2 separate regions of the Sus scrofa genome follow, and region 1 is linked to region 2. Evidence: chromatin contacts called from public HiChIP or PLAC-seq data. All regions are on one chromosome and are shown on one strand. The core of a region is the stretch at or near the end of the contact, and the rest is flanking DNA. Distances in the headings are between cores, read along the strand shown.

The links. HiChIP or PLAC-seq counts read pairs in DNA pulled down with a chosen protein or histone mark.
Region 1: a contact with region 2 is called in an H3K27ac HiChIP or PLAC-seq map of skeletal muscle. The contact joins the promoter of AHDC1 here to the promoter of WASF2 in region 2. A contact is called at or near these places in 1 of 47 Hi-C or Micro-C datasets (embryonic fibroblasts) and 2 of 2 datasets of contacts at active chromatin or transcription factors (alveolar macrophages and skeletal muscle).

What each region holds. Positions count from the first base shown.
Region 1 is chr6:84,771,492-84,778,012 of Sscrofa11.1, reverse strand. AHDC1 (AT-hook DNA-binding motif-containing protein 1) reads left to right here and starts at 3,459. Exons shown (of 7, transcript XM_021095642.1): 1 at 3,459-4,384. LOC110261122 (ankyrin repeat domain-containing protein 34A-like) reads left to right here. Exons shown (of 4, transcript XM_021095643.1): 4 at 1-881.
Region 2 is chr6:84,692,507-84,699,175 of Sscrofa11.1, reverse strand. It overlaps WASF2 (WAS protein family member 2), which reads left to right and starts at 1,748. Exons shown (of 9, transcript NM_001258444.1): 1 at 1,748-1,931. LOC102165025 (a long non-coding RNA gene) reads right to left here and starts at 1,366. Exons shown (of 2, transcript XR_298616.3): 1 at 1,213-1,366.

The DNA.
Region 1 (6,521 bases), core at 2,210-4,709, 77 kb before region 2:
GGGAAAGAGGGATAGCGGTGCCAGCTCAGTCCTGAGGTGATAGGCTTTTGGAGGTGTTTGGAGGTGAACATTTCATCTGGAGGCCTTTTGTCTGGCTTCCAGGGGGTGGTTGTCTGTCCCCATGACCCCCATCTTAGCGACCTGCTCTGGAGCCTGCTGGGAAGGGGTGGGGCTACTCTGTCTTTTTGGCTTGATGGTGTTCTACCCCCTTGGCAAGAAGAGCTTACCCCTGACTCTTCGACTCAGCCTCCAGTGTTGTCTCTGGTATCTGCCCTCCTTCTCCCTTCCCAAGGCCACTGAGAAGCGCCACTGGGCCTTTATCTCTCCAGGGGAGTTTGGAAGTAGGGACACCCTTTCCATCCCAGAGAAGAGTACTGGGGCCCATCTCCTGAGAGCAGAGTGAAACCTGGAAGGCAAAGAGCATGGGGTGCTTGTTAGGTTCTGGTTTAGATCCTGATGGGCAGTACCATCCAGGAGGAGGTGATCTGGATTAGACCAGGCCATAGCCTCAGGCTGGAATCTGGATTTATGGTGGGTGGGACTTGTTTGTCATCTAGAATAGCGGTTGGAAACTTTCTGTAAGTGGTCCAATAGTAAAAGTTTTAGGCATTGTACACCATTGGGTCTCTGTCATGAATCCTCACCTCCACCACTGTACCTTGAAAAAAGTCATAGACAATGCGTAAAATGAATGAGCATGGCTATGTTCCAGTCAAACTTGAATTATGAAAACAGACAACAGACTAGATTTGGCCCTCAGGACATAGTTTGCCAACCCCTGATCTAGAACTTTAGTCTTCCTACAGACGTCTAGATCTTTTTTTTTTTTTTGTCTTTTTGCCATTTCTTGGGCCCCTCCCACGGCATATGGAGCTTCCCAGGCTAGGGGTCCAATTGGAGCTGTAGCCACCGGCCTACGCCAGAGCCACAGCAACACAGGATCCAAGCCGCGTCTGCAACCTACACCACAGCTCATGGCAACGCCGGATCCCTAACCCACTAAGCGAGCCAGGGATAGAACCTGCAACCTCATGGTTCCTAGTCGGATTCATTAACCACTGAGCCACGACGGGAACTCCTCTAGATCTTAAATATTACTAGACAGTGATCTAAGCAAACAAGACTGGGGTTGTCAGGCTGGTTAACATGGAAGGTGATCTGGAGCTGCACATTTGCTGGGATCTAGATATTGGGAATTGGTGATCAAGAAATGCACTGGACAGTGGTTTAAAGCAGACTAAATTATAATCTCTGCCTGAGCTGGGAGGGGTGGTGTGGGGTGGTGAGATTTAGACCCATAAGGCTGTGGTCTGGGTATGGGGAAGTAGGTGAGCTAAAGCCACATAGATATTGATCTAGAGCAGGCAGAGTCTTGGCCCAAAGCCAGAACACCATATGATCTAGAACAGCACCCATCCAATAGACATCTAATAGGAGCCACCTATGTCATCTAAGTTTTCTAGTAGCTACATTAAACAAAGTAAAAAGAAATAAGTGATTAAGTTTAATATATGTTATGTAACTCCATATAGCCAAAACATTATCATTTCAACATATATAATCATTATAAAAATCATTGAGATATTTTACATTTTTTTTCATTTTTAGATTTCAAAATCTGGTATATATTTCATACTTACAGCACATCCCAATTCCAACCAACCACATTCCCAGTGCCCAGAAGCTAGTTTCTACCATACTGGGTGGCATAGTCTACCAGCATTGGGCAGTTCAGAAGCAGGCTTTTCTTTGGGACCAGGGTCCAGAGGAGACGTGAGCCAGAATGATCTGGAATAAACAGAGGTGGGCACACCAGAGGTTGTATTCTTAGCAGACTTGAACTGGGTATAGACTGGCTCATCCTGGGAGAGCATCTAATCTCTGGTAATCAGGTCCCTCCCTCGGAGTCCTGACCAAGTGGCCTCCAGCTCCTCCCTCCCTCATCTCAATGTCACCTCTGACTCTGGAGTCTGGTCTGGCCTGGCAGGTGGGGGTGGGGCAGGGTAGCAGCTGGACCCTTGAGGGAGCAGGAGCTCCACCCCTCCAAGCCAGCTGCTGCCAGCCTTCCTGGACTGCCCCTGTGGAAACAGGGGGCCCAGAGACAGAAATAAACTGCCAGGTTTCCGGGGCGGAGTGGGGGGGCGCTGCCAACCTTTGTGCTTCCTTGCTAGGGGGTGGAGGGGGGCAGGAAGCAACTCCAGGCCCTGTCCCAGGCTGTTACCCCTGCATGCCATCTCCCCTCCCCTCACCCTAGGTGGCCTCACCCCCATTTCTCTGAGGCTGAACTAGGTCTAGAATTTGATGAATTAGTGAACCCTGGGGGCCCAGGAGTCTGGGTCTGACCTTTGGGAGCAGAGGGTGATCCCCAGCTTTGTGCACCATCCTGGGGGCCCCACTAGCTGCTCCAGGGCGGGAGGTGAACAGATTCAGAGGGCTGCAGTGGGGCATTTGAACTAAGAGCTGGAAGATCTATGTTGGATGCTCAGCCCTGCCACTAACTGGCCAAGGACAGCTTTGGGCAAAATCACTTTGAGCCTCAGTTTCCTCTTCTATAAAAAGGGGGTAGTGTTTGTCCCGTTTGTCTCAGGGCAGTGTAGTTCAGTTGACTACATTGTTGACTCTGGAGCCACAGTTTATCTGACTCTGGCCTCTGCCGCTGTGTGACTTTTGGCCAGTCACTTAACCTTTCCTGGGCCTATTTCCTCATCAGCCAAAAAGGGACATTACCTACTTTATGGGAACTTTATAATCAAGTGAGTTAGTGCGTGCTAATCATGCAGGACAAGTGCCCAGTGTTGGCTCTTGCCTTTGGGTAGTCCTGAAGTTCAAATGGGTTTTAAGTGAAAACGCTTTATTCAGATATAAGGGATTCTTGCTCTGTTAAGAGTTCTCTTGCACCTCCTCATTTTATAAAGGAAAAACTGAGCCCCCCCCCCCCCAGAAAAAGGGAAGGCGTTTTGGCCAAGGAGAGGCACACAGCAAGCAAAACTTTTATTTGGTACCCACCATGTAAAGCCAGGTAGCTCATCCCCAGTTTACAGGTAAAGAAATCGAGGCCAGTGATTGGCCACCGGTGCCCAGCGGCGCTATCCAGTGAGGCCTGAGTCCGCCGCTGGGGAGGGAGTGCCCTGGCCGCCGACGCTCGCGGGAGGAGGGGTGTGCAGGTAGCGGGCGCCCTGGAGCCGCTGCCAGAGCCAGGCGCGCTATTAATAATCCCGCCGCTCGGGCTCGGCCTCAGCCTCAGCCGAGAGCGCAGGTCCGGACCGCCGCCGGGCGCCGCCCGGGCCTGAGCCCCAGCCGGATCGCGGCGGCCCTCCCCTTCTCCCCGCCACGTGACCCCCCCCCACTCCGCGGGCAGCCGAGGGCCCGGGCTGGCGGGCCGGGGGCCAGGAAAAAGCCAAAAACACCGAGGCTGGGCCGCTCCCCTCCCGCTCAAAATAGCCCCCGGCCGGGGCTGCCACGCATTCCGCCGGGCCCGGGGCGCGGGAAGGGGCGGCCGGCCGGGCCCCCGCCCGGCCCGACGTGGCTGCCTGGCCGGGTTGGAAGGGGGGGCGGCGAGGGCGGGCCGCGCGGCCGGCCGGCATGTGGCTCTCCTTCGGGGAGCCTTGGCAGCCCGGGCTGCGCGCTGCGCCGGGATGATGGAGAGCTTCTGGAATTTCCTGCAGCTGGAGAGCGCGGCCGGCCGGGGGAGCGGGCTGAGCGCGCGGCTCGGGAAGGGGCGCCTTGCAGCCCGACCCTAGGGGGCGCCCCCGCCGTGGGGGTGGTGGGAGAGATCTCTCGACCCTCCCCGAGACTGCGCCCGCTGGGGACGGCACACCCCTCCCCCGCCGCGTTTTTCGGGTCTGGCGGGGGTCCAGTCCCGCCCCTCCCGGCCGGGGCGGCGGAGAGGGGCCAGGTGCAGGCAGCGCCCCTCCCCCAGCCGCCTGGTTTCCCTCTCGGCCCGTCACCTCCTCCAGGAGTCAGAAGCTCCGCGGCCTCATCTGGGAGGGGGGCGGGGGTGGCTGGGATCAGGGGGCTGCGCAGGCCTGCCAGGTAGCCCGAGAGGCGGCGGCGGGAAAACTTAGAGGCGGACCGTTCAGGCCCGAGAACCGCGGGGCCTGCGGACCAGAGCCTCTTGCTCCAGCAAGAGGCGCCTAAGGGCATCTAGGAGGGAGGTGAGGCAGTTATCTCCCCACAACCTCCGACCCCCGCCCCCATCCCCCGCAGCTGCCGTCGGGTGGGGGTCGGATGTGCCCGCAAAATCCTGGACAGTTTTCTCGACGGCGGTGGCGGCGGCAGCTTTCCTTGGGGGCGGCTCTGCACCTTGCAGGTTCCGACGTCCAGAAAAGGGCTCCCAGGAGGGAGGGGCTTCCTTTTACAGGAGCCCTGAGATCCAGGGGAGTAGGTAAGCGACCGCTTAGGGCTCACTCTTGGCACTGTGGCTTGCGGGAGGGAAAGAGGTCTACCCTGCTCTTTGTGGGGGAGGGGAAGGGATGCTTTCCCACCGCTTTGCAAGTTCCAGGACCATTTGGTGCTCTGCAAACTGATGAACCGTTTGGCAACTCAGCAGGCACCTCCCCCTCCTGGGGTGGATCCCCTCTCCCTTTGCCAATGGTCCCTGTTCCGCTTCTTGTCCTGCCCCAACCCGGCAAACCCTCACCATGTGAAACAGTGGGGCTGGTTATAGTTCAGTACCTTCGCTGCCCCCTCACTGGCTGTGTGACCTTGAGCAAGTCCCTCCACTCCTTAGCCCCCTTGCTTATTTGAAAAACTAGATAATAGTAGGTAGGCCACAGCCTTGCTGCGGGATTTAAAGTTGTATGACATTTAAAGCAAGTACCATAGTGTCTGCATATGGTAAGGACTGGAAATAAAGAGCGCCTGTGTGTCAGACGGCCCCATTCATAGCCTTCAAAGTGTTTGAACCTCTTTCCCCTCCAACAACCCTGAGAAATTTGGCTTCCCAAGGTGAGCGGTGCACCCTGTCAGTTGGGCTGGGAAGGATGGGAAGACGCTGGTTGCGTTGGGTGTTCTTTTATTCATTAGACATATATTTAATGTTGTTCTCTGCCAGCTCCAGTCTGGGGGAGCGATTTATACATTTGTACTGGGGAATTGAGAACTAGGACTGGTCACCACACTGCTAAAGCTGGTAGGGCCTTTGAAGTCCATCCTGCTAGGCTAGCTCTTAGTACAGATGGAGAAACTGAGGCCCAGGGCGGGGTCATGGTCTCCTCACAGCGCTCTTCCAGCTGGTCGGGTGGGGGTAGGAGAGGAGGTGGGAGCGAGGGCTGGCAGAGAGAACTCTGTGCTGGGGAAGTTGGGGCAGCCCCTGGCCCAGCTCCCTGGGATATGGCCCAGGCGGGCTGAGAAGCTGGTGGAATTCTCCTTTCCCCTCCCTCCCATCTCCAGGCTGACCTCTCACTCCACCTCTGCTAGAGTGGGTGGGGGCGGAACCCAGATACCCAGATTCAAATTCAAATGCTTCCTCAGCCCAGGAGGTTGGGCCTGGGCCTGTGTCAACTCCCACCCTTCCCTCTCCTCCTATCCCTCAACCCCCACCCCCAGTTCTCCCCGCTTCCTGTTGGACGGGCCTTCCTAGTGTACTGGAAGGAACTTAAGGTTCCATTTGTTGTCTGTGTGAACTTGATCAGACTACACCACTTCTGTGAGCCTCATTTTGCTTTTTCGCAAAATGGAGTTGAAATAAAACTACCCGAGGTCCCGCTGTGGCTCAGTGGTGATGAACCCGACTAGTATCCGTGAGGACACGGGTTTGATCCCTGGCCTCGCTCAGTGGGAAGGATCCAGCATTGCTGCAAGATGAGGTGTAGGTCGCAGACGGGGTTCGGATCCTGCATGGCTGTGGCTGTGGCTGTGGCTTAGGCCGGCAGCTGCAGTTCCAATTCGACCCCTTGTCTGGGAACTTCCAGGGTGTGGGTGTGGCTCTAAAAAGACCAAAAAAAAAAAAAAAAAAAAGAAAAGAAAAGAAAGAAAAACTGCCTTGCAAAAAACCTTTTTGCAGCATTCCAGAGGCTCCCTGGCAGAGATCTATTTAAATAATAAAAGGCAGAGATTCCCTAGAAGGTACCTTCAAAGCCAGGTATAGGGAACAGAGCCACCTCCCTTTACCTTTGGTTTGGAGCGGCAGCTCTCTGGGGCCCTGGGATAGGAAGTGGGGTAGGGGTGAACACCAGATCATTTTGGCAAAGTACAAACTTGAGCAAATTTATGTGGCCCAGATTCCAGGGCTGCCAGGTGCCCATGTCTCTGAATGGGGCAGTTCTCATAAACTCTCTAGGTCTACAGACCCTTCTCCGAGCTCATCCTGTTCCATTTCCCTCTGCTTCAGGGAAACTTCCTGGGCTGACTGTACTCCATGCCACCCCCCACCCCCCCCCAGTTATCATAGAGGGGGGTCTCAATGAGGGACTGTAGAAGAGAAAAGGGCTGAAGCAGCAACTGGGCTGTGTGACTTTGGGCAGGCCGATTCCCCTCTCTGGGCCTCGGTTTCCTCCTGCTTCATGGAGAAGGCTAGATTA
Region 2 (6,669 bases), core at 499-2,998:
TTGAGCCTGGAGGTCACTGACTCAGCGGGCACTGGGGCTTTGTCGGCACCACCCACTTGGTGGTTTTTGCCCTTCTAAAGTCTTAGACTACTTCCCTTCCCACTCCTTTTTTGGCTTCCTTCCTTTCTAGAGAGGGAAAGACTAGGAATTATAGCCAAGGCAGCACAGCCCTTCTGAGAAAAACAATCTTACAGTGAAAAGAGCCCTGTTCTGAGAGCAGAGACCTGGACTTAAGTCCTGGCATGGAGATGCCCATCTTGGCGCTCTGTGTCCTTGTTCGGGATTTTTTTTTTTTTTTTTCTTTTTTTTTCTTTTTAGGGCCGCACCCGTGGCATATGGAAGTTCCCAGGCTATGGGTCAAATCCGAGCTGCAGCCACTGCCACAGCCATAGCCACAGCAACACGGGATCCAAGCTGCATCTGCGGCCTACACCACAGCTCATGACAACACCGGATCCTTAACCCACTAAGTGAAGCTAAGGATTGAACCTTCATCCTCATGGATCCTAGTCAGGTTCGTTAATCACTAAGCCACAAAGGGAACTCCCTTTGTTTGGGATTCTGCCTTAGCTGACCCATCTGTCATCTCTTTCATCCCTGGCTCACTTCCTGCTTCTGAGGACCCCAGAAACAGCTCATGTGCACCCCTAGGATCACTTTTCCCAGGAACCTTGGTGATTAACAATAGCTGGGGGGTGGACTGTGCCTAAGTCTATGGTAGCCAGAGAGATGGGAGACTGGCCAGGCATCTTCAAGACCCTCCCTGGAATGCTACGATGTTGGGGAGGGAAGTCTTTTTCAGGAGACACCAGTCCCAGAAGGGAGAAATACATGAATGGAAGCCAAAAGATACAGGTTTGAGTCCCAAGGTCGTTTCATATCCTCTGGGTGACTCAGGGTAAGTCATGGAGTTTTCCGTTTTCACTTCTGCAAACCGAGGACAGTATCTGCCTTACACAGTTGCTCCAGAATACCTAAATGAGGTTCCTTTGCTAACCTGTTAATTTGTCATCTCGATATCCAGCCAGCAACCTTTTATAATCGATAAGACACACATATTCCCATTCATGCATGAATCCTTAACAAGCACTCTAGAACACGAGGCAGACATGACTACTCCTATTTTGCGGAAGGACAAACTGAGACCCAGATAAGTTCAGAGTTGTCTGAGGTAACAGAGTGAGGTGGCGGCTGAACCAGGGTCCAACTCACCTGACCCTGGCCTTTCAGAACCAGCTCCCAGTCACAGGACCCCGGGCCTCGCCCCGGATGAATCCCTTAGCAGCGGGCTGGAGTCTATGACTCACTCTCCCCACCCTTTTTTCTGCCCCGCGGGAGACCCGGAGGAAAGTGTCAAAAATATCTGCAACTTGAGGGGTGGCTACAGAAAGTTCATGGGCCTGGCCCCTTCCTTCCACCAGAGATTCTGGCTCTTTGAACTCTAACAAAGAGGATTAGCCATTTGATACACTTTTACAAGGTTTTACATTTTCTTAGGTGGGACTCTCCTACTTCGAATTTAGGAATTTTTTTAAGTTTAAAATCCACCCCCACTTCATTTGGTTTGCCCCTTGCTGTTTACTCCGATTGCGGAAGTAGCTCGGGTGGAGCTCCCGGGACTGTACTATTGAGTACGTCGTTTGCGTAGCTATTTAACTGACATTCCACTCGGGCCAATGGAATACCCGGAAGCCCCCGGCGGGTGGGGCAGAGAACCAATCAGGGCGGTTGGCGGGGTGTGGCCGCATCCCAGGGCGGGGAATCGCGTAATGGCGGACGCGTGCCGGGTGATCGCGGCTGGGGGCGTAGCGCGCTGAGGGGGGGGGTCTGGCTGTGTGGCAGCCGGCGGGGCGGCCTGCGAGAGCAGACCCCGTGCAGAGAAAGGCGGCCGGCCAGCCCCTCCGTCTCTGAGGGCGACCGCACGATACAAGGTGAGCAACAAGTCCCTGCGGGCGGGCCCGGCCCAGAGGCGCCGGGCCGACCTGGCCGCCCCTCCCAAGCCGCTCTGTGTCTCGGGGGAGTGGGTGCCGCGCCTCCTGTCGCGGACCGGCAGAGGCCGGGGGAGCGGCAACGCGGGGTAGTGTCTTGCCGTACACTCCTCCCTCCCCCAGGAGGAGGTGTCCCGGAGATCCCCTCGTGGGCTTGGAGGGGCCTGTGAAGCTGAGAAGTGCCCCAAGCTGACTTGGCTCTGCCACCAACTCGTTGTATGACCTTGGGCAAGTCACTTCCCTCTCTGGGCCTCATTTCCCCCATTTGTAAAGCGAAGCCTTTGCAGGCAGATGTGCAAGAGTTGGATCCCAGACATTGTCCGAGATATTGGGCAAGTTCTTCCCCAGGTGGAGCCTCAGTTTCCATCTCAGGGCCCTGAAGGCACTGAGGTGCTTTTTGAGATTTTAGGCCTAAGTTGCAGAGTGGCAGGGAGGTGTGTGTGTGTGTGTGTGTGTGTCTGTCTGTCTGTCTACAGGATGGTCTGCAGAGTAAGGAGAAGAGTTGGCTCCGGGGGCCCATCCAGGAAGGGTCTGGGTAAACCCAGATTATAGTGGGGTGGAGTGTGCTTGTCTTGGTCCTCCAGGATCCTAGAGCCTTTGAGATGGGGAAGTTTTATATAGGTCTCCATAGAGACAGAAGAGGAAGGAATCCTTGGAGCCTCTTGGGGTTTTGATTGAAATTTAGGCCCAAAAGAGTTCAGGTGGACTAGGAGGAGGAAGGGGAACATTTATGGTGCTCCTACTATGTGTCATACCTGGTTTAGGCATATGTTCTTATTTAATTTTTACAGCTACCCTTGAGAATTTGCACATAAGGAAACTTAAATTTCAGAGGAGTTAAGTAACTTGCCCAAGGTCACACAGTAAAGTGCAATGCTTACCAACACGAAGGTGTTTCCTTTGAGAATCATTGAGCCAGGGAGAATTCACTGTCCACTTAAAGGAAGTTTGCTTTGTCACACATTGGGGGAGAGGTCGGGTCCTAGACACTTGAACTGACTTTTGAAAAAAAAATTCATTTTACTGAAGTATAGTTGAGTTACTTGAATTCTGGCATGGGGACAGGCTGGGTCTTGATCTCTAGACAGTAAATTGTAACCCTTTGTTCAGCCTGTGAGTTGAAAAGGACCATTTCTAAATTGTAAAAGTCACATTGAAGTGTGTCAGAACCTCAGCAAACTCAGTTTGAATCCTTGCTGTGTGGCCTGTACAAGAAAGTTCACCAACTATTGGTGCATAGACTTGATTCTCAATTCAGAGTTGATGCCAGGCTAGTAACTTTTTCTTTTCCCCAAAAAGGCCACGTTTTCCTGGGATGGATGAAATTCCGTATTTGTTAGTGCAAATTTCTTTTGATTGCCAGGGTGAAAGTTTCAGTAGCCGGACTCTTGATTAAGTGAAATGCTCCTTTATTTGTGCTTCCTGTTATTTGACTTCTAGATGATGAAAATTGTGGACCTAGAGTGGGTACTATAAATTGCAGCCCGAAATTTTTCCAAGCCTCAGAGCTTTTGGTTAATCAAAATGGTAGGACGGCAGTGTGTATTGTACTCATATGTCAGTGGTAGGGAAGAAAATTGGAAGAGGAAGTTGCTGAGAAAGAGGGCGTTTCTTAGCAGTGGAGCCAATATGTATTTCTTTGTTTGAAATTCTAAAACCAGAAAAGCAGCAACTGAAGGAGGAAGGAAGGAAAGAACTCTGAAACTCCTCTTCCCGTTGAAATACCTTTAGACTGTCCCTGTTACTGTCCCGTCTGAGGCTCTGCTTTCATGGAAAAAGTCAATTGTAATTTGTTCAATGTTCAGAAGTTGTATTCTAGAATGAAAGAATTTTAAATCTTAAACCGTCTGATTTAATGAAAAAAAATCAGAACACCTTAGTGAATACGTTACTTATCAGTAGATGATTCTTTTTCTCAACATAATTACCAGTTGTGGTCTTTGGGTTTCTTTTTTTAAAAAACTGATTTAAATTAGTGAATTGCAGGAGTTCCCCTGTGGCTCAGCTGTAATGAACCTGACTAGTATCCACGAGGACGCAGGTTCAATCCCTGGCCTCTCTCAGTGGGTTAAGGATCCGATGTTGCCGTGAGCTGTGGTGTAGGTTGCAGACGCGACTCGGATCCCATGTTGCTGTGGCTGTGGTGTGGGTCAGCAGCTACAGCTCCAATTCAACCCCTAGCCTGAACTTCCATATGCCTTGGGTGAGGCCATAAAAAGGCAACAACAACAAAATGAGTGGATTTCAACCTAAGAGGAATTGATCTAGGTATTGGATGATGCAGATATCACCATCACTTGAAAAACATGTAATGGTGTGTTCGGTTTTTGACATTTGTTAGAAGTCTTTATAATGCTTTATTTTTATGGGATTGTCTGTGTTAATAGTTAAGACATTGAATTTATTGCTTGTGAAAATCTACCCATTCAGTCTCTGTATTAGTTATATTTTCTGTATAAGATTTAATCTTAATTACTGTACCAGCCTACAGTACCTTGGGATCAAAATAAAAAAGTTCTTGAGGCCAAATGTGCTTCTGAATTGAGAATTTTTTGGATTTTAGAAAAGGAGTATGGTGCATGTTCTATATGTCATCTAATATCCCAGAGAGGTGTAGGGCAGCAGCTGCATTATTATTTCTGCAGTAAAATGTCAGACTGTTCACAGGAACTGCAGTAAAAACCATAAATAGCCTCATGTCATTTCACATCAGGATTTGTCACCAAATAAATAATGAGAAACTTTTTTATAGCCCTTTGGATTTTGGAATTGAAATTAAGGGATTCCGGACTTTTATGGGTGAAACATACAATGACAAGAACAAGGACAGATTTTGTAAACCAAGCTCTATTTGAGTCATCAGTCCTAAAAATAGTATCAGAAGACACTTTTCTTCTTTTGTTTCATGTGACAGTCTTGTTGTATTTTGGCTGCACCTGAGACAGGTGTAAGTTCCCTGGCCAGGGATCAAACCCACGCCACAGCAGCGATCCAAGCCCCTGCATTGAAAATGCTGGATCCTTAACCCACTGTCACATAAGAGAACTACTCATGTGACAGCCTTATTCTGATTATGCCAATATGCATTTTTCCGTAAGTACCTAATTTTACCTTTTAATACCATCATTGGTCCCTATTTTAGATGTTTGAATGACACCTTGCTCTCTTTAAAAAAAAAAAAATTATTTATTTATTTATTTATTGGTCTTTTTGTCTTTCAGGGCCGCACCTGCAGCACATGAAGGTTCCCAGGCTAGGGGTTGAATCAGAGCTGTAGCCAATGGCCTATTCCACAGCCATGCCAGATCCAAGCCTCGTCTGTGACCTACACCATAGCTCACAGCAACGCTGGATCCTCAACCCACTGAGTGAAGCCAGGGATTGAACCCTCAACCTCATGGTTCCCAGTCGGATTCATTTCCGCTGTACCACGACAGGAACTCCTTATGTGGTCTTTTGCTCAGCAGTTTTTGTATAGCAATTAAGAGAATTGTTCCTTTTTCCATATAATTCAGAGAACGACTAATCAGGTGAGGCTCTTCATGTTTGCAGAATTTAAAGCTGATGTTTCTTTAAGTTGCTCTTTGGTATGAGGTCATTGCTGTGGATGGGATTTATGTCAGATTTTTTTTCTTTACGGCTGCACCTGTGGCATATGGAAGTTCCTGGGCTAGGGGTTGTATCGGAGCTGCAGCTGAGACTCATGCCACAGCCACAGCCACAGCCACACCAGATCTTAGCTGCATCTGTGTCCTATGCTGCTTGCGGCAACACTGGATCCTTAAACCACTGAGTGAGTCCAGGGATCAAATCCAAGTCCTCATAGAGGGTTGGGTTCTTAACTTGCTGAGCTACAATGGGAACTCCAAAATTAAAACATTTTTAATTTATTATGCCTTTTGGTAAGATACATACATACATATAGAGTATTTAATTTAAGGTATTTTTTATTTCAAGTGTATGCCGTATGAAAAACTAGATTTTACCAGCCTTATGAATTTGATTTCTTTAAATGGCCAAGGACCTCTAGAAGCAAATTTATAAACATTCAGTCTACTCTTTACTTTTCTTGGACACTTCAACTGTAGACTGAGGTGGACTGGTATTGTTGGAGGTTAAATAATTATTTCTTCTCTTTAAAAGAAGGCCCATGACAGTTTGAATTTGAGAGATTCTGGCCGTTAGGACAGCCACCTGGTTTGAGGGTCTCAATTCATCCTCCTACATGGGGTGTCGCCATAGTTCCTGAGAATGGTACTTTCACTGGGAGATAGAAGGGCTGTGGAACAGTGTATCAGGAGTTACAGGTGCAGTTGGTGTTTGATTGGACTAGGGAATAAGAACAGTTGTTATCCAGGTTACCTCAGTTTCTCCTATTTCATAAACACTGATAATATTGCAGAAGGATTACAAATTAGTGAACAAACATTCTGTTACAAGTTACTCTTTGTGACTGTGGATAAGCTTTTCTAACCAGAAACTTGTCTTATGCTTCTTTGTATTCTGTAAAGCCTAAAGGCCAGGGCAGCAAACTTGTCTTAAATCAGAATTTACCATTAAAAAATAAATTATACTTGGGAGCTCTGATGTCCGTAAACAACCAGGGTTGAGAACCATTGATGTGAGCACAGTGTAGGTGTTCAGTAAATGTTGATTAATTTGCTATTGGTCCTGGAGTGAA